Regions from separate parts of the Mus musculus genome. Here all the other regions are linked to region 1. Evidence: chromatin contacts called from public HiCAR-type and promoter capture Hi-C data. All regions are on one chromosome and are shown on one strand. Each heading gives the region's core, a stretch centred on a gene start, on an enhancer-like site or on the middle of the called end of the contact. The rest is flanking DNA. Distances are from core to core; before and after follow the strand shown.

Region 1 (3,348 bases), core at 630-3,129:
TTACTGACAATGCCAGTATTCTGGCTAAATCTCTTCCCTACCTCTTTCTTGTATAATTGCACAAAAATATCTTTTGAACAGTCAGCATCTGCCTCTGTATCTTTATTCACTTTTTTTTTCTTGAAAGGATCTTGTTCTCAACTTTTATGGACACCCCCTACTTCTTGTTTCATAAATGTTGGTAGATAGAAATACTTTTTTCTCTGAAGCTCCCAGCCTTTTCCCACATATTTCCCTTAGCAATTCCTTTTCTCATAGACAGTTCCATATGCTTCAGTTTCATTTTGGTTTGGAAATAGTACTCTTGCCAAGTTTTCTCTTTGTGTACTTTGCATATAGATAGCCAGCCAGCTTTCACTACATGTGTGAGGTGCCTCCCACTCTAAAATTATCCAAGGAAGCTTATTTACATATGAATTTGCAAAGAACTAAATTTCAAGGGAAGATGCTGACTACTTTATTTGACATCTTTTCTTTTTAGACTATTTGATAGTACAACTGGCATTGGCTGCCTTCATACCTTATCATCAGAATATCCAGCACAGCAATATTTTAGTCAAATTCTAGTGGCTTCCAAGAACGTTCTCTAAAGCAGTGTTTCTTAACCTTCCTAATGCTGTGGTGTGATGACCCACAACCATAAAATTATTTTCTTTGCTACTTCATAACTGTAATTTTGCTACTATTATGAATCGTCATGTAAATACCTCCTATACAGGATACCTCAAAGGGGTCCTGACACACTGGTTGAGAGTCTTTGAAGGCATGCTTTGTGGTCGTTCAGGCAGAATACTACAGTTCAAATCTGCTACAACTTTTTTGTTTTGTTTTGTTTTTCCAGACAGGTTCTCTGTGTAGCCCTGGCTGCCCTGGAACTCATTCTGTAGACCAGGCTGGCCTCGAACTCAAAAATCTGCCTGCCTCTGCCTCCCAAGTGCTGGGATTAAAGGCGTGCGCCACCACACCTGGCACAACTTTTTGTTTTGTTTTAGAAAATACCCTTAACTTTACCACAAGCTTCAAGTGGATGCCAGTCATGGTGATGGTGTTGTTGCTTAGAAAACAATTTATTCTAGAAAATGCAGGAATGGCCATGCTGGGGAATCTGCAGGTACCAACTATAAAGAGCAGGTGACTATTACAACAATCGAGAGATTCTGTCTTCTTGGCCAAGCACAATCTGGCTCCAGACCGCAAGACAGTTTTGGCTGAGGACTGCAGCAGCTTGAGCGGGAGCGTTTCAGGTTATACCTAAGATTCCCTGACACCCCCCCCCCCCCATAGAGTTGTAAGACAAAAACAAAATCTGAACTTTTAAAAGGAAAGTCCTCAGTCTTTAGGACACGCACAGATATGTAGATCTAAGATTCAAAGTTCAGAGTTTAGTTTTGACTTGCTGTGATTTTTCTTTATTTTTGTACTTTTATGCATCACATTTAGCAATCCTGCCAGAATAACAAGAATGGATGTGGTTGGTTTGGCTGTGGTACCATACTGACTAGAAACGCCCTGGCCTTGATTTCCCCGCCCCCTACCCTGCCCTTCCTCTTATCCCCGCCCTCCCCGCATTCCCGCTCCTCCCCCCAGCCCCCGGCCCGGCCCGGCCCCGCCTGGTCTCTCTAACCGGAAGGAGGCGGGGAGAGACCGGGCTTCCTGAAAAGAGACGCAGTAACTAAGCAACCAGGGCACTTACGCCCGGGACCTTCCGCAGCTCTTAGGAGACGTGCTCCTGCGCTCGCTGACGCTACAATCCCGCGCTAGAGACTTGGGCCCGACTGGGCGTCTCTCTTCTACGTAATTCAGAACCTCTGTGTGATTGGTTATCATGGGGGCGCGGCGCTCGGATCGCGGACGCTTCTGATTGGTGCTTTGGAGCAGCGGGGCGGGATTCTGTTAACTGCCGCGGGAGGTCCGGACAGTGGCGGCCATGGGACTGGAGGGTAAGTACGCGTCTTGGCTGTCCTTTCTAACGTTCTCGGTCTCTCTGGATGGGGTTGTGCCGTTCTCACAGGACCGTGGCAGGCTGTGGAGGAGGTGAAGCCTACTCTATCTGAGGCCCGGAAGTCGGGTCCGTGGGTCTCCGTAATCAAATGGGGATTGAGGGTGCCTTGAGGGTTGGAACTGGTTCTTAGACTGAGTTTAGTAGAGCGAGTGACTGGAATCTTAGGACGTTTTTCCGAGTCCCTTTGGGTCTGGCCGGATCTTGTCTCATCCTGGGGTGCTGGCTGGTGGACCCGGGCTGATCCTCTTTGGCTCTAGTACACCCGAGCTGCCTCTCAGGGAGTGCGTGTGCACTGCCTTGGGACTGGATTAAAGTATACTTCTCTTGATTTCTCAGCCCTGTCCGAGCCCCCTCTAAGGATCCTCAGAAGCTTCTACTAATAAGGGAGTTCCCTGGGCACGATTGAGAATTTTGAGGACTTCTTGACTTTGTCATTTACATGGCTTGGGTAGGGAAGTTGTACAGATCGCTTAGCATGTAGGGCTGGAGAGAGAATTGACCAGATTTTACAGCCTCTATTCACTTATAGAAGCCAAGATTCAGTGAGTATTTTCACATACTTTCATTTGGTTCATTATTTCTGTTCTTATCATTCACTTCTTAAAACGGGATAGGACTAAAGGACCAGGTTTAGATGACACATGACAGTAGCACAGCATTAGCCACTTGAGGCTTTGCTTTCCCCTTTTGCAAACTTCATATTTTCTTGCTTCCATTATTTGTTTACTTACTGGTTGTAAATTTGGTCTTCCCTCCTCTTTTTTTCCAGTTTATGTGTCCGGGTGCCCCCATGTAGCTGTCTTACCCTGCCCTAGAACCCTCAATTCTCTGTCTCCCAAGCACGTGCTCCTTTCTTTCCTGCCTCCTCCCTCTGAATTTCTGAGACGATTTTAAATGTAGGTGAATTTGTGGGAGAAAATGGACACATGTAGTTGCAGGTGAGAGCTGAAACTCAGAGAGTTAGGATAGTAATCCTCCATTGAGTTCTTTGTAGACTTGTAGATCTCAACTAAGGCGGATTTTTGCCAGATCTCTAAAGCTGTGGCATTAAAAGTCTAAGCATCTATAGAACAGAGTATTGAATGAGCACTTCATATGAGCATCACTTTAGGGAACTCCTAAAGGGAACTTTTCTTAGCCTTAGATGTAGGAAAGAGCCCACATGTAAAGCCTGTGTCCTGTTCCATTTCCTTTCAGGGTCTACACTGAAAGGGTGCTCAGGGGAAAGGCTTCCATAATTAAAAGAAGGGTTCTGAAAAGAGAAGGGAGCAGTTTAAGCATAGCTATCCTTGAATAAGGAAGGAGAAGCCAGATTGTCTTCAGCATGAGCTCTAGGGAACACTTGA
Region 2 (3,257 bases), core at 88-2,587, 2.2 Mb after region 1:
CAACAAATGATTAAGTCATCCCAAAGATCCTTAGCTCTGCAGCACAGAGACCCTAGGCAGACATGCAAGGAAGAAGCAAGCCATAATGGTAGAGAAGGGTGTGTGTGTGTGAGTGTGAGTGTGAGTGTGAGTGTGTGTGTGTGTGTGTGTGTGTGTTCTAGGGAGTCTTCCTGAAAGGTTGCCCTACTCCAGTGTGGAGGATGATGGATGGGCCACATTGACTAGGGTTGTTCCTGCTCTGCCACTTAACTGGCTTTGTCTCTTTGGACAGGTTACGCGGCCTAATTTTTCACCCCTTCAAAACAGGGATGGCAACGATAATAATACTTTGAAGCCACAGGGACTAAGGACTTCTGCTGGGTTAATGGTCTGAAAGTTGCTTGGTCTACATGACACACTATGCCTATGTGCTTTTACTATGTGGCTTTGTAGCTCTCACAGGGAAATATTTTGGGGCTCAGAAAAGCTCATGAATAGAAGGAAGTGGCAAAAACAAGGATGGGTTCAGCTATCTTTTTACCAGCGCATATTTTCCAGTTCATCACCCCGAATCCAAAGGCAGCTAGAGCAGGAGCCCAGCAAGGAGCTGCTTTAGCGCTCAACAATAAATGCGGAAAATGCGCGCTCTGCATCCTCCTGTTTTTCTTCATTCCTTCCCTAGCAAAACTAACGACTGGTAATCAGTGGGCGTCCTTCAGGGGCAGTGGAAGGAACTAAACTTACACCGTGCCAGGTACTCACTCATCTGCCTGCACCGGAGGTGGCTGCAGAGCACCAAATCCCAAACACAGCCAAGATCTATTCGCCCAGTTCCCCCCTCCCCCCATCCGCCAGACAAGACAAACTCAGCCAAGTGGGGAACGGAATCCACAGACCACCCGAGGCTAAACCTTACCCAAGGGACGCAGGGAAGAAAGTTGGTGGGCACTCGGTGCGGTGTCCTGGTGAAATGCATCCCAAGACGCACAGACACCTCAACCCCAGCACCTAGGTACCCCTTACATATGCTGGTCAACGACAAAGGGCTTCAAAAGGAGCGTTCAGGCTTGGGGAACCAGGGTCAATGCGAACACTCACCTGGTCCCTACTCCACCTGTCACCCAGGGGAGCAGCAGAGGAAGCGCCAGGCCCCAGGGCGGCTGCATACTGGCCGGGGGTGGGCTCCTTTCTTGTCCTGAGCCCCTCAGGACCTACGAAACAGAGGGGCCACCGCCTCTTCTCTGCTTCGCTGGTCAGGACCTTGGTTTTGCGCGCAGCTGGCAGGCTCTGTGGCAGCCCGCGCAGAGGTGGAGAGCTGGGGAACGTTTGGAGCTGTGAGTGGCTGGGGGCGCCCTGGAGAGATACTCTGTTGGGTGAAGCGCTCCGGTGCACCAGCGAGGGCGTGGCAACTGAGCACATCTGGCTGGGACCCGCCTCCAGGACGACCCACGAGGCCTCCACGCTCTTCTCTCACCCGTAACTCCTCCACGCTCCCCCAAGTCCCCGCCAGCACCGCCCCCCCCCCCCCCCCCGCTTCAGTTCACTCACTACAGGCTGTTCAGGGGCACCTCCAATTGCCATTCGTTTCAGGCTTGGGACAAGCGGTGTGCACTTTGAACTCCAGGGATTGAGAATTGAGAAGTCAAAGCAGGACCACAGATGCAAGCACAAAATCACAAGGCAATCTCATGTCAATGGAGGTTTCATGCTCGGCTGGGGTTTTTTTTTTTTTCCCCACACAAGGGAAATCATAAGATGTTAGAGGTCACCAAGTTTTGAACAAACCCCATCATTTGGCAAGTGTCGTCTTCGTCGTCTTCTAGTCACTCACAACAGTTCAAATGTAACTTCAAATGATATTGTAGTGTAGTAGCCACTGGCAACTTGACACAAACTAATCATCTGGAAGAAATGAACCTTAATTGAGAAAATGCCTTCATCAAATAAGCAAGTCCCGCAGGATATTTTCTTAATGGTTGATGTGGGAAGGTCCAGCCCACTACAAACGGTGCCACCCCTATGCAGGTGGTCCAGGAAGGTACGAGAAAGGTATTGAACACCATTAAACAGTGTATCTGGATTGCCTCTACCTCCAGGTTCCTGCCTTGAGTTCTTCCCTTGACTTTCTTTCTGGATGGGTCAGGATGAGTAAGCCAAACAAACACCTTCCCCCCCCCCTCAGTTGCTTTTGGTCTTGGTGTTTTATGACAACAGTAGAAAGCAAGCTAAGACAGAAAAACACAAACAAAAGATACTTTATAAGAATTCCTTCAGGTAGCGATGAGTTATCTATTCTGACTTGTAGCAGAAGGAATACTGGTTCTTCTTATCCCCACATTCACACCCTTTGGCTTCATGTAGGCAGAGCCCATGACCCCACACCTTGACATTGGACATGGTCCAGTGATTTGCTTTGACTGATGGTGTTTGGGCAGAGACACACTGTGTCAATTCCAAACCCATTCTAACTCCAACCCACCTGCATCTCTATTTGGGCTATGAGAAGACCATGCCAGTTAGCTTGGTAGCCTGAGGAGGGTGAGGAACAGGTCAAACACAGCTACCTATCTGGTCTAAGAGTAGACTTCCAACTCAAAGAAGAGCTACTGATGGAGCCATGAAGCCTCTGAACTAAGGTCAGCAGGGCAGACAAGCTACAGTGACTTGTCAGAATACATTCTTTTCTTGGTTTTAAAAATATTTTATTGATGGGGCTGGAGTGGTGGCTCAGTTGCTGCTTTTCTAGAGGGTGAGTGCAGACCACATGAATTCCAGCGTCCACCTAAGTCTAACTAGGTGAACATTTGAATTTACTGAGTTTACTTAGGAAAGAATGGGGAAGTCAAATCCATCACTGAAAAGTCCACTCTAGTATGGGCGACATCTCTGAAGCTTCTGATTCAACCTGTAGAAGGCTTCACCAAAGAGAGCGAGCCTCTTCTTACCAATAATTCTTTACCTGTTTTGTTTTGTTTTGTTTTGTTTTGTTTTGTTTTCTTTTGTTTTGAGACAGGTTCTCACTATGCAATCCTGGCTGGCATGGAACTATGTAGACCAAACTGTCCCCAAATTCAGAGATCTTAGCTGCCTCTGCTTGAGTGCAGAGATTAAAGGTGAACACCAGGCTTTGTTTACTCTTTTCTCTTCTTATAGTCCTGGGCAGATCTGTCAGTCTTATAACCTTCAGAACTTGCAAAGCCTATACATTTTGTTTCACCAGTTTCTTTCCTCTGTTCAGGAGAGAATGGTTCAACTGAGAGGAAACATAGCTACACATC
Region 3 (2,934 bases), core at 244-2,743, 2.1 Mb after region 1:
GCTTCAGGTTCAGTGTCAGACCCTGTCTCAAAAAAGGGAGGGGGGAGGACAGTAATTAAGGAAGACATCTAAGTTGATTAGCACAAATTATTTTTTAAAGTGTGTGTGTTGAGGGAGGGGGTCTGAAGATGAGGCTCAGTTCGTGGAGCACTTACCTAACATGCACAGGGCACTGAGTTTGCACCCTCCTCAAGCCCACCCCCCTCTATGCACACCTCATAAAGCCAGTGTGGTCAGAAAGAGGCCAGCCAGGGCTACAAGAGACTGTATTTCAAAAGAGAATGTGGGCAGTCTGTGTTTGGCCACAGGGTACTGTTTGAAAGCACCCTTTGTAGAGCAATGCTATCTCATATAAAGATTTCAAGCCACAAAGATATTTTTTAAATGTGTGATAGTATGTTAAAATTTGTTGGAATTAATTCTAGTTTTACTTAGCTAAAATATTTTTCCTTTAAAATGCAGTGGCAGAGTTCATACCCAGGGCCTTAGGCAGATTAAAGTATGTGCTCTACTACTGAGCTACACCTAAGCTTCGCCCCAATACTGTCCTTTCAAAATCTGATAAAAGGGTATTTTAATTCCTTTTTGTGTTAATTCTCAAAAACAAAAGTCTGCTGTGCTTTACACTCGAACACACTCCAATCCAGATCAGACACATTTCATGGCAGTTGTAGTTCATATATGAGTGTACATTTTACCATTTACCAGTGTGTGTATGAGTATGTATATGTGTGTGTGTGTACAATGTGTGTGCACATACAAAACCTTTTATAGTGACAGCAAGAGTCGGCCCTACCATGTGTTGCCTGAATGCATGCAGACGCCTGGGAATATGCAATTATAGGAAGGGCATACACACATCTGCACTAAAATCGTCCAAACGTGAAGAAAAAGCACAGGAAAGTTACTGTGAAATTTTCCAGAGGCTTAGGGAACAGACCAGCAGTCTTTAAATCTCTCTCAACATCCAGGAGGGGAAAAAAAGAGAAATTTTCTAGCTCCAGGCTAAACTTATCGGTCAAGCTTCAAGGCCCTGGCTCAGAAGGGAATGGACGGGCCATGGGGGGCTGGGGGGCTAGGACACGAGACGCTGGCGGGGCGTTGTTTTTAGGCAGCCACGTTAGGATCCCGGGGGAAGGGACAGGGAGAGGAACCGGCCCGCCCAGAGAGATTCCTGTGGGTGGGGTTGACTACTAAACAAAGCCTGCAGAAATCCACCCCGGGGGACGGCCCTGAGGCCGTACAGCCATGGCGGCGCGCCTTCCGGCCCGCTCCAATGACAGCACCTAAAGGGAGGAGGAAATCAACCTTCGAGCAGCCTGGGCACGGGGAGCACCAGAGCGCCCCTGCGAGCCGGGATTGCCTTCCACTGGACCCGGGAGTTAGCCCTTCCGCGGGGGCCGAGGTAACGGAAATGGCGGAACGCCGCCATCGGAGATGCTCGGTCACTGCCCTAGCGGCCGCAGCACCGCCCGCCCAGAAGCGCAGGCGCCGCCCTCCAGTGGGCGGTGCCGCCTCCTCCTGGAGGGAACTTCCGTTTCTTGGGGCCGGACGACAGAGCCTGCACCAGTCCTAAGGTTCCGGCGAGCCAACGTGGGCGTGGGATTGGACGCTAAGGTGCTTTGGACTTGGCGCCTGCGCAGAGCGGCCGCGGGCCTCGCAGAGTGGTCCCTTGAGAGAGGAGCTAAGGCCCGAAGTGAAACTAACCCGGCTGCTGCGTTTCAGTGGCAACGTTTGTTGATGCGCTTACTCTTTTTAGTTTCCGTCAAACCAGTAAAACAGATGGGACAAAAATAAAAACAGGCTGGCTGTGGTGATGGACCCCAGTAGGCAAAGGCTGAAGACTAAAGTACAGAGACCGGAGGATCCCGAGTTCGAGGACAGCCTGGGGCAAAACTAAACAGGCTGGACCCGGTACTCGCCTTCCTAAATAAATAAAAATAAACAAATGTAAAACCCTCCATAAGAACAATCAAATAAAATATAAATGGCTAACAGTGATGGTCTGTAATAATAAATGGTTGGGTTTTTTTTTTTAAATCAATATAAAAATGGCTAAACCTGGTGGCATATAATACTAGCGCTCCAGAGGCAGAGATGGGAGAAGGTCCATAAGTTTCTGACCAGCTAGGGTTACATAGTAAGACTCTCTCAACTAACAAACCAGGCAGCAAAAAGGCAAGCCATAATTACTGTCATGCCTAACAGTAATTAGTCCAACAAGCATATAACATGCATCACAAGAATGAAAGGAAGTAGTAACCATTCAGTAATTAGTTACAAGAAACCTGAGTGTATGTGTGAACATGGTCTGCCTTCAAGGATTAAAACCACAGTGATAATTGAACTAGAAAATGTGGCAGACTCCTTTGACCTCCAATGCCAAAACAATTCAGGAAAAGATTTAAGGAAGCAACCCCTCAGTGTTGTGTACTGGATCTGTTCATAGCAGGGATACAGCAGGGTGATCTGGTCATGAATGTAAGAGATTTTACCTCAGCAGAGGGAGGACAAGGAACTCACACTGATCAGGATAAGGGATGCCTGATTATTTTTCTGTTTTGAACGGTTAGTATTAGGGTATGATTACAAAGCAATCTTGGTTTGGGTTTGGTTTGGTTTAAACACAAGATTCTCACACTGTAGTCTAGCCTGGTCTACAACTATGTAGTCCAGGCTGTCCTCAAACTAGGATAATCTTCTTGCTCTCCAAGTGCTGATACTATGGGTGTGTATCACTAGGCCCAGTCTAGAAGTTTTTGGTTTTTTTTTGTTTTTTTTTTTTTTTGTTTTTTGCTATGGTTTATCACTCTGAAAGTAACACCATTTGGTGTTGAAGTTCTCGGAAATAATTGATTTACAAAACTGCAAGGTCTTGCTTGTCAACTTGACACACCTGGAAAGAAGGAGTCTCAATTGAAAAATTGTACACAT
Region 4 (3,046 bases), core at 50-2,549, 2.9 Mb after region 1:
TGGCCAGCCTCCAACAAGAATTCTGTCAGACTAAATTAGCTAGAACCCCATCCCCCCACCACACACACCATATGCCTGAAATTTCCTCTTAGTACTTTTCCATCTACTGACTGCTGCCCACCCTTTGCTTTAAATCCCATGTGTTCTGATTGTGTTAGGAATTGAGTCTAAGTGCATCCTGAGGCCTCTACCCTGGACATGCTCATCCCTGAAACCCCATTTCATCTAATTGCAAACTCTGAGCATCTTTGACAGCAGTAGAGCAGGGGGCGTCCCCCAAATCCCTGTTCTTCATGTCTCCTGAATCCATTCTTTCTGTACAGTCATTCAGATAGCAACATATGGTAGGAAACACATTAAGTCACTTTAGGGGCCTGCATGACTTTAAAGATCAAACTGGAGAATTTTTTTTTAAAAAATTAAAATTCTCAATTCAAACATCTACTCTTGCTCACTACAGTATGTACTGAGCATGTAAGAAGTTGGACAGAGCAAACAATGACTAATCCCAAATTATGAAATACTACATTGATTCATTTTGATTATGAAACATCACAAAGCAGTTTCTCCTAGGAAACAACACTCTGGGCATGGAACCCAGGGACTACGGGCAAGTGTTGTACTGCTGAGCTACATCTTCATCCCTGAACAATTCCTAAATACTTTTCTTGCCAGTTCTTAGCACAAAGATGAGCAATGACAAAATCAGGCTCCATAAACTGTTCTTACCATTTTCAGTTTTCTTTCAAAATGGAATCAAGAGGTCTGGTGGAGGAGAAGAGAGTCAGAGATAGGCCAGGATCATCCTGAGAAGGGAGCCAAGGACATCTGCAGTGAGAAACAGAGACATCCAATGTGACACTTGAAAGGCAGCAAAGACACACTGGCAACACTGTTTTATAAATGTGCTGTTGAGAATACATATAGTATTCATTTCATTAAAGTTAGATACAAGAAAGTCAGACTCCAGGAAACTGTTTCCAATCTGACTGAAAATCTGTCTTGGACGAATTGACATTTTAGACTACAACATTATTTTCATTACATTCTAAAACATTTTTTGGCTTACGGTTTGGATTCCTTCTCTTCTCACCCCCATTCCCTTGTAACAGCACGTACATCTACTTACTGAAATTATCGAAATGTGTCCCAGTGTTTAAAATACCTTTCTTGAAGGCATAGAGTGGTTCTATAGATGGAGTCCTCTGAGACAGAGAGAAGGCAACAGAAAACCGAGACTCGCAGAGCCTTTGAGCTGCGTGCTTTGGGCTTTCCAAATACAAAATTGAGGCTGGGTAGTGGGAGGAGGGCAGGAAGGAGCATGACTACTTAACTTACACCACACGGGGGTTGCAGAAACACCCGGCTCCTCTTTTTTTTTTTTTTTTTTTTTTAATCACTAGAGTTGAGGCAACATTTCTAAATCCAAACAACCTGATAAAGCAACCTGTCCTTTTGTTTAAAAGCAGGGATTTATAACTTTGCCACTAGTGTGTGTGTGTGTGTGTGTGTGTGTGTGTGTGTGTGTGTGTGTGTGTGTGCGTGTTATCTGTGAAGGTACATGTGTGTGAAGAGTGTAGAGGAGGATTTCAAGTACACACCCTGTCACTCTCTACTGTACCCTTTTTAGACAGAGTCTCTTACGGAATCTGAAGCTAGACTGGGGTCAACTAAACCTAGAAATCCTTCTATCTCTACCCTGCATAGTACTGAGGTTAGAGACATTCTGCCATCATCATCACATTACTAGGGTCCTGGGGATTCAAACTTTAGACTTGTGCTGCAAGTGCTCTTCTCCACTGAGCCTCTCGCCAGCTCACTATTGACAATCTTGACATTTTGACATTTTGTTATATTGTAGGATGTTTGGCAGCATTCGTGCCCTATCTCTCTAGAAATCAACAGCACTGCCTTCTTCTACTTCTGATAACTACAGACTCGAGAGTATGCCAGGAGGGGGCTGTGTGGTTTAGGTTGAGAGACACTGCTTTATAAATATCTTCGAAATGAGTCAAGATTTATCTTGCATTGTTTTTGGTCCAGTTTGAAGGGACACTGATTTTTGAGTGGTATTAAAGCTACCAGTTGGGTCCCTCACTTTAGTTTCCAAAAATCAGCAATACTTCCATTCTGGAGAATATAAAGAATTATTTGCTTCTCAGAGTGTCCCTAAGAGAAGTATTCCCTCCTGTACTGATAATAGAAGCCTTTTGTGGACAAGCTTAAATTATTGTAGCTTTGTTTAAAGTTATTAATATACCTATAATTTAACCAAGAAAGAAGATGCAGATATTAGCATCCAGAGAACACTTAATAATAACCAGAGTTAACATGCTGGCCTGCATTAGTATCCCTAGTTAGCTGAGAAAATAGCAACTACAGGTAGACCACATTTGCCAAGGGCTTGTTATGTTAAAACACGCATCTGTATTTATGTTATTAAATACTGAAAATCAAACATTTTTAGATGTATTTATTTTCCTTTATGTGTATTATTGTTTCGCATAAAGGCATGATGTTTGTATATGCTGTGTGTGTCTGGTGCCTGAGGAGGTCAGAAGAGGGCATTGGAGTCCTTGGAACTGGAGTTGTCCTCCGTGGTGGTAAGGAGGAGCCAAATTGTATTGTTCAATTATAGGAACCAGAAGTCAATATTGTGAGACTGAGAGTTTAACACAAATCCTGATTTCTAGTATGGCAACTACTTTCTTCTTCATTTGCTGTAGCATGCCAGTAGCACCAGAAATAAACTTACCACTGAAACAAGCCAGATGGTACCCTCTGCTTCTGCCTTTCATGAGCAATGATGAAAATTAATGTTTTTTCCCCTTTTTTTTAATTAGGTATTTTCTTCATTTACATTTCCACTGCTATCCCAAAAGTCCCCCATGTCCCCCCTCCCCACTCTCCTCTCCCCCCCCCCACTCCCACTTCTTGACCCTGGTGTTCCCCTGTACTTAGGCATATAAAGTTTGCAAAACCAATGGGCCTCTCTTTCCACTGATGGCCGACTAGGCCATCTTCTGATACATATGCAGCTAGAGAC
Region 5 (3,173 bases), core at 275-2,774, 2.1 Mb after region 1:
AAAAATAAAAATAAATAAAAATAAAAGACAAAGTAAAAGCAGGGTACTTAAGTCCCTTAGCTGAGACAGGAGTTGGGAATTTTGCACAGGGGTACAGCTCTTTCTTAGCCAAGCACAAGACCCTAGGTTTGGGCTCCAGCAATGGAAGAAAAAGAACGAAAAGAAAAAGGTAAATAGTCCTTAGTTGAAAGCCCTGGGTTTCCTTCAATTCTAGTTGAGATTTCAGGCAGTGTAGGGATTTTCCATTGCAGTGGTGCTAGCAAGGAAAAAGACAAAACTTGTACCAGCAAAACAAAACAAAAACCAAATTCAGTCTGTTGATTTTATGAGGACGCTGTGAAAAGACTGGTCACGTGCCAATTTGGAAACTTGCAGAAGTTATTCCTCAAAAGAAGTATGATCACGGGATGTGTCATCATTTACAAAACAAAACAGAACCATAATACGTTCACCAACCATTTGGTCAGTACTTAAAAGTCTCCTCTGGTCTTTTCACTAAGATGGAAGGAAGAAAGGAACGCGATTTTGAAACCTCGGCCAAGATCTGATATCTGACGATGTTCCCAACCGCCTACAAGGTCTTTGCCCTGGCTTTATCTTCCAAGCTCTCTCACCTGAGTGGGTCAAAGGGTAGTATGTCAGAGGTCGCCAAACTCAAATAACACAAGCTTGCTTTCCCCAGCATTAGTCAGTCACTGTGGCGCAAGGTTTGGTCTCGAGTATGTGGGTGTCCCCGTGTGGTTAGGGGAAAGACTAATGTGTAAGTGTGTACCCAGGTAATGTCATTGGTCCCGTGAGCATCGTTCCACCATCCTATTCCCAAGTATTTGGGGTATATCTCTTTCCTGAGATGATGTTTTTGGAAGGGATATCTCTTCCTCTCTAGTAAGGCCGATCGGTCGGTCTGCGTGTATGTGTTTGTGTGTGCGCGCGCGCGTGTATGTCCCGAGTGGTTGGGTGTGTGATCTTCTTCCCGTGCTTGAATGTGAAAACCCGTCTTTCTTCCTACTGACGTAGGAATTTTCAGGAGACTTGGGGACAAGCTAACTACCCCTGTTGCCCAGCAATCTACTGACCCGCGCCAATTTGGCTCGCCCGCCGCCCCGGCGGCCCTCCGCTCCAGCAGCTCAGCTCAGGCTACGCGCGCTCTTAACCAGCTCTGGCCGGACCTCAAATGGAAGGATGACCCCCGCTCACCTTGCAGACACACACTGGACGTCCTGGGGGCGGCTCGCCAACACGCCTGGGTGCAACCAGGGCAGGAAGAAGGCCAGAGACTCCGGAACGTCGAGAGCGCTTCCAAGAGGGAGCGACTGGGGCAGAAGAACCAATATGGCGGGCGGCCGGGGCGGGGCCAAGACGGAGGGGCGAGGCCTTGACAGTGGGGCGACGGGGCGGGGCCTGAGGCAGTGAGGCAGGGTCTGGAGTGGTAAAACCAGACCCGGGTCAGGGGCGGGACCTAAGTCTTTAGGGCGGGGCCAGGAGCTGCGGGGAGGGGCCTGTGGCGGTAGCACCAGGCCAGGAGCTGTAGGTCGGGGTCTTTCCTGTGGGCGTGGCCTGCGGCTGCGAGCCCAACCGCTAAGGCTAAGATCCTAGTCTGGATCACAGGAATTAGGCCCAAGGAAGACTGAGCCAGGAAGTCTGGAATCTGCTCTTCCCACAGACTGCTTTGCAAGATCGCAGTTTTTCTTTGTACTAGCTGCTGCTCTGGTCTTCCCACCTGCGTTTCTTCTAACAGTGGTCACAAAATAATAATTTATTCTTAAAGTTTAAAGTAGAGAACATATGAGTACTATGACGTAGCAGTATTGCACCATTTAAAAAAAAAAAAGCAGGCGGTGGTGGCTCACGCCTTTAATCCCAGCACTTGGGAGGCAGAGGCAGGCAAATTTCTGAGTTTGAAGCCAGTCTGGTCTACAGAGTGAGTTCCAGGATAGCCAGGGCTACACAGAGAAACCCTGTGTCGAAAAACAAACAAAACAATAATAATAATGGCAAAATATAGGGTCAGAGGTGTTTGTATTCCTTTGATTTATATGAGGAATTGAGTACATAGGTGGTAAAAATAAAAGTCCCTGGAAGAAAGATTCTTAGCTCCCCATAAACATATAGATTATGTTTAGTTTCTAAGAGAAGACATTCACTTTCGTGATCCACAACAATTTACATAATGTCTGCCTCTTTGTGGAGCCATTTTCAAGTAATAACCTTTCATCAGGCGCCAGAAAGATTACAGTTAGCAAAGTTTCTCACAAGTATGATTTTAGAATAATTATGAAAATAAGGCTCATAATAAATACTGAGTTCCAGTTTGAATTTCAATGATTTTTTTTCTTATAAAAAGGAATCTATTTTTATGTGTGCAGAATATTTCCCCCACGGACATCTGAGTAAAGGTTTATCGATATACAAATCTGTTGCATATGGAAAAGTGAGCTGGGATACAAGTCAAGGTCGAGTGCTTGTCCACCATACATGAAATCATGGTTCCAACCCCGACATCACAGAAGCCTAGCATTCTAGAAGCAGAGACAGGAGCTCAAGATCCTCATGGCACATAGGGAGTTGGTACATAGGCTATATGAGACCTTCTCTAAGGGAAAAATGACTATGCTTTTCACATACAAGGAAAAACAGAATGAAATAGTACACAATTTATCCATTAACTGACATTTAAATCATCGAAATGTTGATATTTTCTCTAACCCATTATCAATGTGAAATCTCAGTAATGTATATATTTTATAAGTAATCTATTAGTAATTATATTATTAAATAATCATATGTTGAAAAGTTACATATAAAAAATGATTTCTCAAACCAGGTGTGGTGGTGTCTTTTTACCGGGCACTCAGAAGGCAGAGGCAGGCAGATATCTGTGAGTTCAAGGTCAGCCTGATCTACAAAGTGAGTTTCAGGACAGCCAGGACTGTTACACACACACACACACACACACACACACACACACAGTCTCAGAAAAACCAAACCAAGCCAAAACAATCCTCATCTAAATCAGATCTTTTTTCTTTTATTGAAAACATTTTTTCTCAAATAGGGTATCCCTCCATCTACACCAAGTTCCTCCCCACATCCCTCCATCCATATACATCCCCTTTCTGTCTCTCAGTAGGAAACAAATAGGCTTCTAGTGGATAATAAACTAAAATATAAAA
Region 6 (2,898 bases), core at 261-2,760, 2.8 Mb after region 1:
AAATATTCCATTATTAAATCACTAGAGCCCGGCGCTTGTTGACTGCAAAACAGTTTTTAATTAACCTTTGCAGGCCATATTCATCATCATCAAACTGTCGACTCCTCCCCCGCAGCCCCCCCCCCCATCCTCCCTGCTGCCCCTCCCTTCCTCCTCCCGGCCGCTGCTCCCCGCTCTGCTCTGCTCCCGCCCAGCCCGTTCTGAAAATGGGTGGGGGCGAACAGCTTACTTTCTTTTGAAGGCAGAGGATTTTTCTCTTGCGTTTCTGTTTTCTTCAACTTCGACTTATCGAATTTCTCGATCTCAGCCATATCGGGTTTGTCAGACATGGTTGCTGGAAGGAGCTGCAGGTACAAAAGCCAAGACCAGAGCTAAGAAAGAGCCACCCACCCTCGCCTCTCCCAGTTCCAAAAGCACACCCCCACCCCGCCGGAAAGCCCAAAGCCTGAAATCCTACTGCCTCTCCCTCTGTGTGCTTTCCTTGTCGAGTCCTCTCTAAAGATCTTCCTCTTTCTATAGGAAAAAAATCTTCCCCCTTAATATTCCCAAAGGGAAGATTCAAAGAACGAAGGTGGAAATAGTCAAAGGTGAGTATTCCCGTATAATAAAATTCACCATTGCGGAATGTTAACATTGCAGCTTTGAAAAAATTAAAGTCTGGATAGATCGAAGCCATTTCCAGTTTAAGTGGGGGAAAGTCTAGTAAAATCTCTTAAAAAGGAGCCAAGGTCGCAATACGCATCTCCGTTTTCTAGAAGGGCTTGCTCTCCAAAAGATGCCAGGCGGTCCAGCTTTCTCCTCCTCACAAAGGCGGGGGAGCTGACGCCGCCAGCTGCCGACCACCGCCCTACTCGCTTCCTCTCCTCTCTCTAGTCCAACAATGCTGCCTTGGCACACAAAACTGCCTCCCCACTTCTCGCAAAAGCATCTTGATCTGCATACAGGGGCCTTTTGACGGCCTTTGCATACATTCGTCTGCAAGGGCTTCCGAATTTTCACGCTAAAGGCCGGGAAGGTTAAACCCGCCACAGATAACAGCCCTCGAAGCCATTAGGCGATTAAGGGGAGCACAGAGCGTTTGAACAAAGGATCTTTCTAATTCTGATTAATTACAGCTAGCTAGGCAAGGGAAAATATTTCGGAGAGAGGGTCGAGGAGAAAAAAAAAACAATTCCCCTCTAAGCTGCGCAACAGAATGCCCAATTTTATGGGGTTTTCTCTTTCTTAATCAAGTTCCCCTTCCCGTTACTCGGCATCTGGAAGAGTTTAGCATCCCCCCCCCCCAATTCCCCGAAACTACCATGCCTTGGACTTGGCTTTAAGGACGAGGAGGATGAGGGGCAAGTGCCTGCGCTGGACAGGCAGGGAAGGACAGAAGGAAGGGGCCCTGGGGCTCACCCGAGCGAGCTGCGCGAACGAGGAGAGTCTGATCTGCTCAGAAGCCGCTGCGGATTGTCGGGAGGGGCGCGGCGAACGCCGCTTTATGTGTGCTTCTATGCAAATGAGGTGATGTCACTCGTAGTCCGGCTTAACTCCTTCGCGCCGCATCTCCGGAAGGGCGTTCGGAGGCTGTCAGACCCCCTCCCAACCCCCACATCCCCATTCACCAGCGCCTTTGAACCACATCGATGGCGGAACTAGAAAAGGAACAAACGCCTTCAAAATGCTTTCCCCCCCATTTGACGTCTATTTTATTATCATGAACTTTTGCAGCAGCCGCCCAAACCTGTTCTTAAGGTTCAATGCGTGATAACTAATGGCCTGAGTGGCACCTAAGGGGACAGGCTTTTCTTTACTTTGAAACCGGCTTTGTCTGCAGCCAACGCCCCCAAGATAGGGTGAGGTGTCCCTCATACAAGAGCTGCTGGGGTCTGATTCCAATGACTCAGCTTTCAGACCAGTGGACAGCCCCACCCGGCCCTCTTTGTCTCCCTCGCTTGTCTCCCCCTTGATTTGAGAGGGCGATAAAGGATCCTTGAGTGGATTTTTAAAAGAAAAGTTTTAGCGCCGCAGCATTTGTATTGTTTGCTATAATTTCCGTGAGCAATCGAGTCAAGTGCCTAACATTTGCTAGGTGTAAGGGGGCTTCAGAGAGAACACAGCCGGCCCCTTCAAAATTAAGTCAAAGTCAACTTCTGTTACTGACTGACAATAAGGAAGTTCATTTTCCTTTTCTTATTTTCATCAATTAAAAGTGATTGCTAATGGGAGCCAAGGATTCCCAAAGACCACAAGTCCATCAGCTCTATTATCTGAGGATTGAAGCTGAAGCGCGAACTAGCTTTTGAAGGGAAGGTTTTCCCTGCAACACATGTGGACGATTCAGGTAGAGATGTGCCGGTTTCAAAATGGCACCTGAGTCCGTAAGTCGCAGGGACCCACTTGCTACTAAAAAGTAATTACAGATACCAAGCTTGTGCCTGCAAGTGGCAGGTGGTTGGAGGTAGCTCCGTAGGATATTTTTAAAAGGGCATCGCTGGGATTATATCTGAGACACAGAGAACTATAAAACATTCCTTCTCCTTTTCTGTGCCCTGGAGGGATGTTTCCAGAAAGCCTTTGCTAAGCATTTTTATGGCAGAGGCTTTGCCTCTCTGGTAATGTCAAGTGTTATTAGGGACCCTAAACTGCCGCTGCTGGAGCAGCTTGGACTTCCCCATTTCTTCATCTACTTCCCTTTTACTTGGGAGGAAGGAGATGGGGGTAGGGAGGAGCAGGTGACCCATGTGGTTCCCCAGTTAATGCTCTACTTGGGAGACTGCCTTTCTGCCCTTTGGATGGGGCCCTAGACCTGTTTGAGCGCGCATTAGATGTCACTTCTCTGGTAACACATCCTCTCTCTCCCCATGTCCACTTGGAGGGAGTTCACTGCATTGTTGAAACACAGAACACATCTTG
Region 7 (2,972 bases), core at 45-2,544, 3.0 Mb after region 1:
ATGACTTTTTTTTTTTCTGTAAAACTTGCGGAATGAATTCGTGCGCTACTAAATATAGAACGGTTATCTGTCACTGTGCACTGTATAGTTGGTTAACTGTGCTAAATAGAATTCGGGAAAAGAAATTGGCTTTGGGCAAGTAGGACAAGGAATCCCTAGTCTAAGCTGAGGAGAGCTTCCGCCTGCCTGGTGGCACCTTTTGCTAATGTGAGAAACCGGTGGAATTTTGAACAAACTGGGGTCTTGTTGCTGTGCGCAGCTAAGCTCCACAAACACAAAGAAGCTATTCGCAATGATAGATGCAACAAAGTTTAAAGGAAGGGTGCGAGCGCTCAACACGTGCGTCTCGCTTTCCCACGCTCTGCCTAACTCCCGCACAAACCCACCTTTCTGGATAAGGCAGCGCTTGGCCAGCCTGCTGCTCTGGAGAGTCACCTGAGCAGCTGGCAGTACTCTGATCGCCAGCGGCTGGAAGTGGCATTCGAAAGTTTCCCTGGGATAAACCCAGTGCCCAGGACCCGTGCAGAGCCTTTTCAACCATGCAGGATTCTGGGTTTCTGTCTGGCAGAGAGTTGGAAACTGGGGCGGGCGGATCCACCGATGTCTCCCCGCCCCCACCATTCCCGGCACCGAAGTGATGCCCACAGACTGCGCCCACTCTCCCAGACGCTCTGTAACTGCCCCGATTTTGTCCTTCCGGACTGAAGACACCAGGCGAGCCGGTGCAAAAGAGGGGCCTGGGGTGCCCAAGGGTCGACAGGTCGCCGATGTCCGGGTATTGGAGGCCCAGCCACCAGAAGGTTAACAGCCAGAGGATACGCGTAGAGACTCCAGGGTGACCCGGGTTGGGGGTGGGGGTTGGGGGTCCCTTGCTGAACTTCTTTCTCCCCTGGCGCAGCCGCCCTGGCTCTGCAGCCGCGTTGTTGCCGTCCCGCCCCGGAAGGGAGAGCATGACGCCCGCGGAGCTGGCCTGGGCATGCTTTGGCCCCTGCCTCAGCCCCAGCGAGGCTCCCACCTGGTCTCCTGGTTGCTAAACTTCTTGGTGACCACCTTGCCCAGCTCCAGGCCCAGGCGATCGGCCACGCGCTGCGACAGGTCCTGGTGAGAACTGCCGCTGAAGAGCACGATGTTAGGCATGGTGACCGGGGACTGAGGAGCGCGCTGGAGAAGGAGAAAGGGACTGCGATGCAGACTACTGCTACCGTTGCTGCGGCTGTTGCTGCTGCTGCTGCGGTGGCCTGGGCTGCTGGTGAAGCGGGAAAACGCAGCAGCAGGATCTAGGGGAGGGGAGGGCCGGGGGAGGAGCCAGAGGGAGGAGGAGCAGCTGAAGAGTCGCTGGAGGGTGCTGGGAGGCTGCTTCTGCCCACGCAGGCTGGGCATCTGGGTTTGAAGCTCTGGGTGGTCCCGAAGCACCCAAGTACAGTTGCTCCGTAGGGGAGCTCCAGGCTCCACATAGGACTTCCTGACTTGCCTTTAAATGGGGAGGTCAACCAACCAGATAAAGTGGGCACAGTGAGCCATTGCAGGAAAGGGCCATGTGGTGCCTCACAGCCAGGAGCAGCCTTTCAACCCGGAAGCTCAGAACCCAGAGGTGATACCTGGGCTTCAAGTGCACACCGTGTCTACATAGGCCAGACCCACACATCGGTTTGTATTTGCACACGGGAGTGAAGCATGTTTGCACTTGAAGTGGTGATATAGACTACGTTTGAAGATGGACTAAGAAAAGGGTTTCTCACCAACAAGAATTCTCTTTCTCTGTCATTTAATTTAGATGTATATTTTACAAAATTAGCTCAAATATTTTGTTTTCCAGTTTTTTCAACAAAAGCTGAAAATTTTGGTTTTTTTTTTTTTTCTTATTATATAAATGCCCACATTCTTTCTTGTCTTTTGCTTCTTGGTCCACAAAACCTGAACATGTTACCGTCTAGCTCCTAAATGTGTGTTGCTCTGTAAAGGAGTCATTGATGACAGCCACCATTTGACCCCTAAGCTTGGCCACAAGAGGAAAGCGTATTTTCAAGTGGTCAGTTGCCTCTCACCAATTCCTTCTGAGTCCTCGTTTTTATGTAGATAGGCTGGCTCTCAGGCTCTCTTCACAACTTCCTGTCCCTTGGATTCTCTAGAGTCAGACTCCCCCACCCCCCACCCCCACCCCTGCTGCGGCAACCAACCCCCCTCTCCCAGAGTCCTTTGCTTTCCCTGCCCTCAACCCCCACCTCAGCATTTCTGAAGTAGCTAATGCAGTGTCAGAGCCAATCGCCAATCGCTGGGCACAAAGCACACTTAAGGAAAGGAGATTCATCCTGAGCTCCTGGACGAGTGGAGCACTAGTGATCCTGACTTACATTTCTTAAAAGCTTTCAGAGACAGATTAACCTGGCCAGATAGTTGCTTGGGCTCTACCACTGTCTACTGAAATTTGGCTTGCCATATACAACAAAGACTACTTGCCCTTGAATTGTAGCCCACTCTAAAGGCACTTCTTGTGTGATTGGAGTTTGGGAGAGTATTTAGATTGACCGTATCTTTGGGGGATTTGCTTCTGGGCCCTTCCTTGAACTCTGCAAAGGTGTCAGCCTTTAATCTCAGCACTCTGGAGGCAGAGGCAGAGGCAGAGGCAGAGGCAGAGGCAGAGGCAGAGGCAGAGGCAGAGGCAGAGGCAGAGGCAGAGGCAGAGGCAGAGGCAGAGGCAGAGGCAGGCGGGTCTTTCAGTTGAAGGCTAGCTGGCCTGTTGAAACTGTGTCTCTCCAATCCCCTAAGGTTCCTCAAACCCAAGCAAATTGAATTTATGAAAGGGTTTCCTTTGAAACTCCACTGACTGCCCCAGTGGTTCTCCAAAGCGCTACTCCCATTGCATTTCTGTTCCTTTTCATTCTGCTGACAGAGATGTACATATCCTATTGTATTTCTTAAAAGAGCCAAGGTGATGATATAACTAATCTCATCACTTGGGAGGTTGAGGCTTG

What was found. Promoter capture Hi-C pulls out the DNA fragments that hold promoters and counts their contacts. HiCAR-type assays count read pairs that join an accessible place to other places. Capture Hi-C pulls out chosen DNA fragments and counts their contacts.
Region 2: a contact with region 1 is called in a promoter capture Hi-C map of pre-B cells, with 3 times the contacts expected there. The contact joins the promoter of Egfl6 here to the promoter of Piga in region 1. A contact is called at or near these places in 2 of 39 promoter capture datasets (cranial neural crest and pre-B cells).
Region 3: a contact with region 1 is called in a promoter capture Hi-C map of liver, with 3 times the contacts expected there. The contact joins the promoter of Tceanc here to the promoter of Piga in region 1. A contact is called at or near these places in 6 of 39 promoter capture datasets (the 3T3-L1 cell line, 3T3-L1-derived adipocytes, HPC-7-derived erythroid cells and 3 more), 1 of 484 Hi-C or Micro-C datasets (hematopoietic stem and progenitor cells) and 2 of 9 other capture datasets (adipose tissue and liver).
Region 4: a promoter capture Hi-C map of hippocampal neurons shows a contact between it and region 1, with 4 times the contacts expected there. The contact joins the promoter of Tlr7 here to the promoter of Piga in region 1. A contact is called at or near these places in 3 of 39 promoter capture datasets (3T3-L1-derived adipocytes, hippocampal neurons and pre-B cells).
Region 5: a promoter capture Hi-C map of pre-B cells shows a contact between it and region 1, with 4 times the contacts expected there. The contact joins the promoter of Rab9 here to the promoter of Piga in region 1. A contact is called at or near these places in 13 of 39 promoter capture datasets (the 3T3-L1 cell line, 3T3-L1-derived adipocytes, the C10 cell line and 10 more) and 2 of 9 other capture datasets (adipose tissue and liver).
Region 6: a contact with region 1 is called in a HiCAR-type map of astrocytes, with 6 times the contacts expected there. The contact joins the promoter of Tmsb4x here to the promoter of Piga in region 1. A contact is called at or near these places in 3 of 39 promoter capture datasets (the C10 cell line, hippocampal neurons and pre-B cells), 1 of 484 Hi-C or Micro-C datasets (B cells) and 1 of 115 datasets of contacts at active chromatin or transcription factors (astrocytes).
Region 7: a promoter capture Hi-C map of stem cell-derived epiblast-like cells shows a contact between it and region 1, with 4 times the contacts expected there. The contact joins the promoter of Prps2 here to the promoter of Piga in region 1. A contact is called at or near these places in 6 of 39 promoter capture datasets (the HPC-7 cell line, HPC-7-derived erythroid cells, hematopoietic stem and progenitor cells and 3 more) and 1 of 484 Hi-C or Micro-C datasets (B cells).

The regions. Positions count from the first base shown.
Region 1 is chrX:164,417,901-164,421,248 of GRCm38.p6, forward strand. It overlaps Piga (phosphatidylinositol glycan anchor biosynthesis, class A), which reads left to right and starts at 1,880. Exons shown (of 6, transcript NM_011081.3): 1 at 1,880-1,940.
Region 2 is chrX:166,584,379-166,587,635 of GRCm38.p6, forward strand. It overlaps Egfl6 (EGF-like-domain, multiple 6), which reads right to left and starts at 1,338. Exons shown (of 12, transcript NM_019397.3): 1 at 1,078-1,338. The coding sequence starts at 1,145.
Region 3 is chrX:166,508,985-166,511,918 of GRCm38.p6, forward strand. It overlaps Tceanc (transcription elongation factor A (SII) N-terminal and central domain containing), which reads right to left and starts at 1,494. Exons shown (of 5, transcript NM_001007577.2): 1 at 1,309-1,494; 2 at 1-22.
Region 4 is chrX:167,329,272-167,332,317 of GRCm38.p6, forward strand. It overlaps Tlr7 (toll-like receptor 7), which reads right to left and starts at 1,300. Exons shown (of 3, transcript NM_133211.4): 1 at 1,166-1,300; 2 at 730-828. The coding sequence starts at 732.
Region 5 is chrX:166,478,343-166,481,515 of GRCm38.p6, forward strand. It overlaps Rab9 (RAB9, member RAS oncogene family), which reads right to left and starts at 1,525. Exons shown (of 3, transcript NM_019773.2): 1 at 1,198-1,525.
Region 6 is chrX:167,207,708-167,210,605 of GRCm38.p6, forward strand. Tmsb4x (thymosin, beta 4, X chromosome) reads right to left here and starts at 1,511. Exons shown (of 3, transcript NM_021278.2): 1 at 1,399-1,511; 2 at 230-344. The coding sequence starts at 329.
Region 7 is chrX:167,381,455-167,384,426 of GRCm38.p6, forward strand. Prps2 (phosphoribosyl pyrophosphate synthetase 2) reads right to left here and starts at 1,295. Exons shown (of 7, transcript NM_026662.5): 1 at 1,016-1,295. The coding sequence starts at 1,137.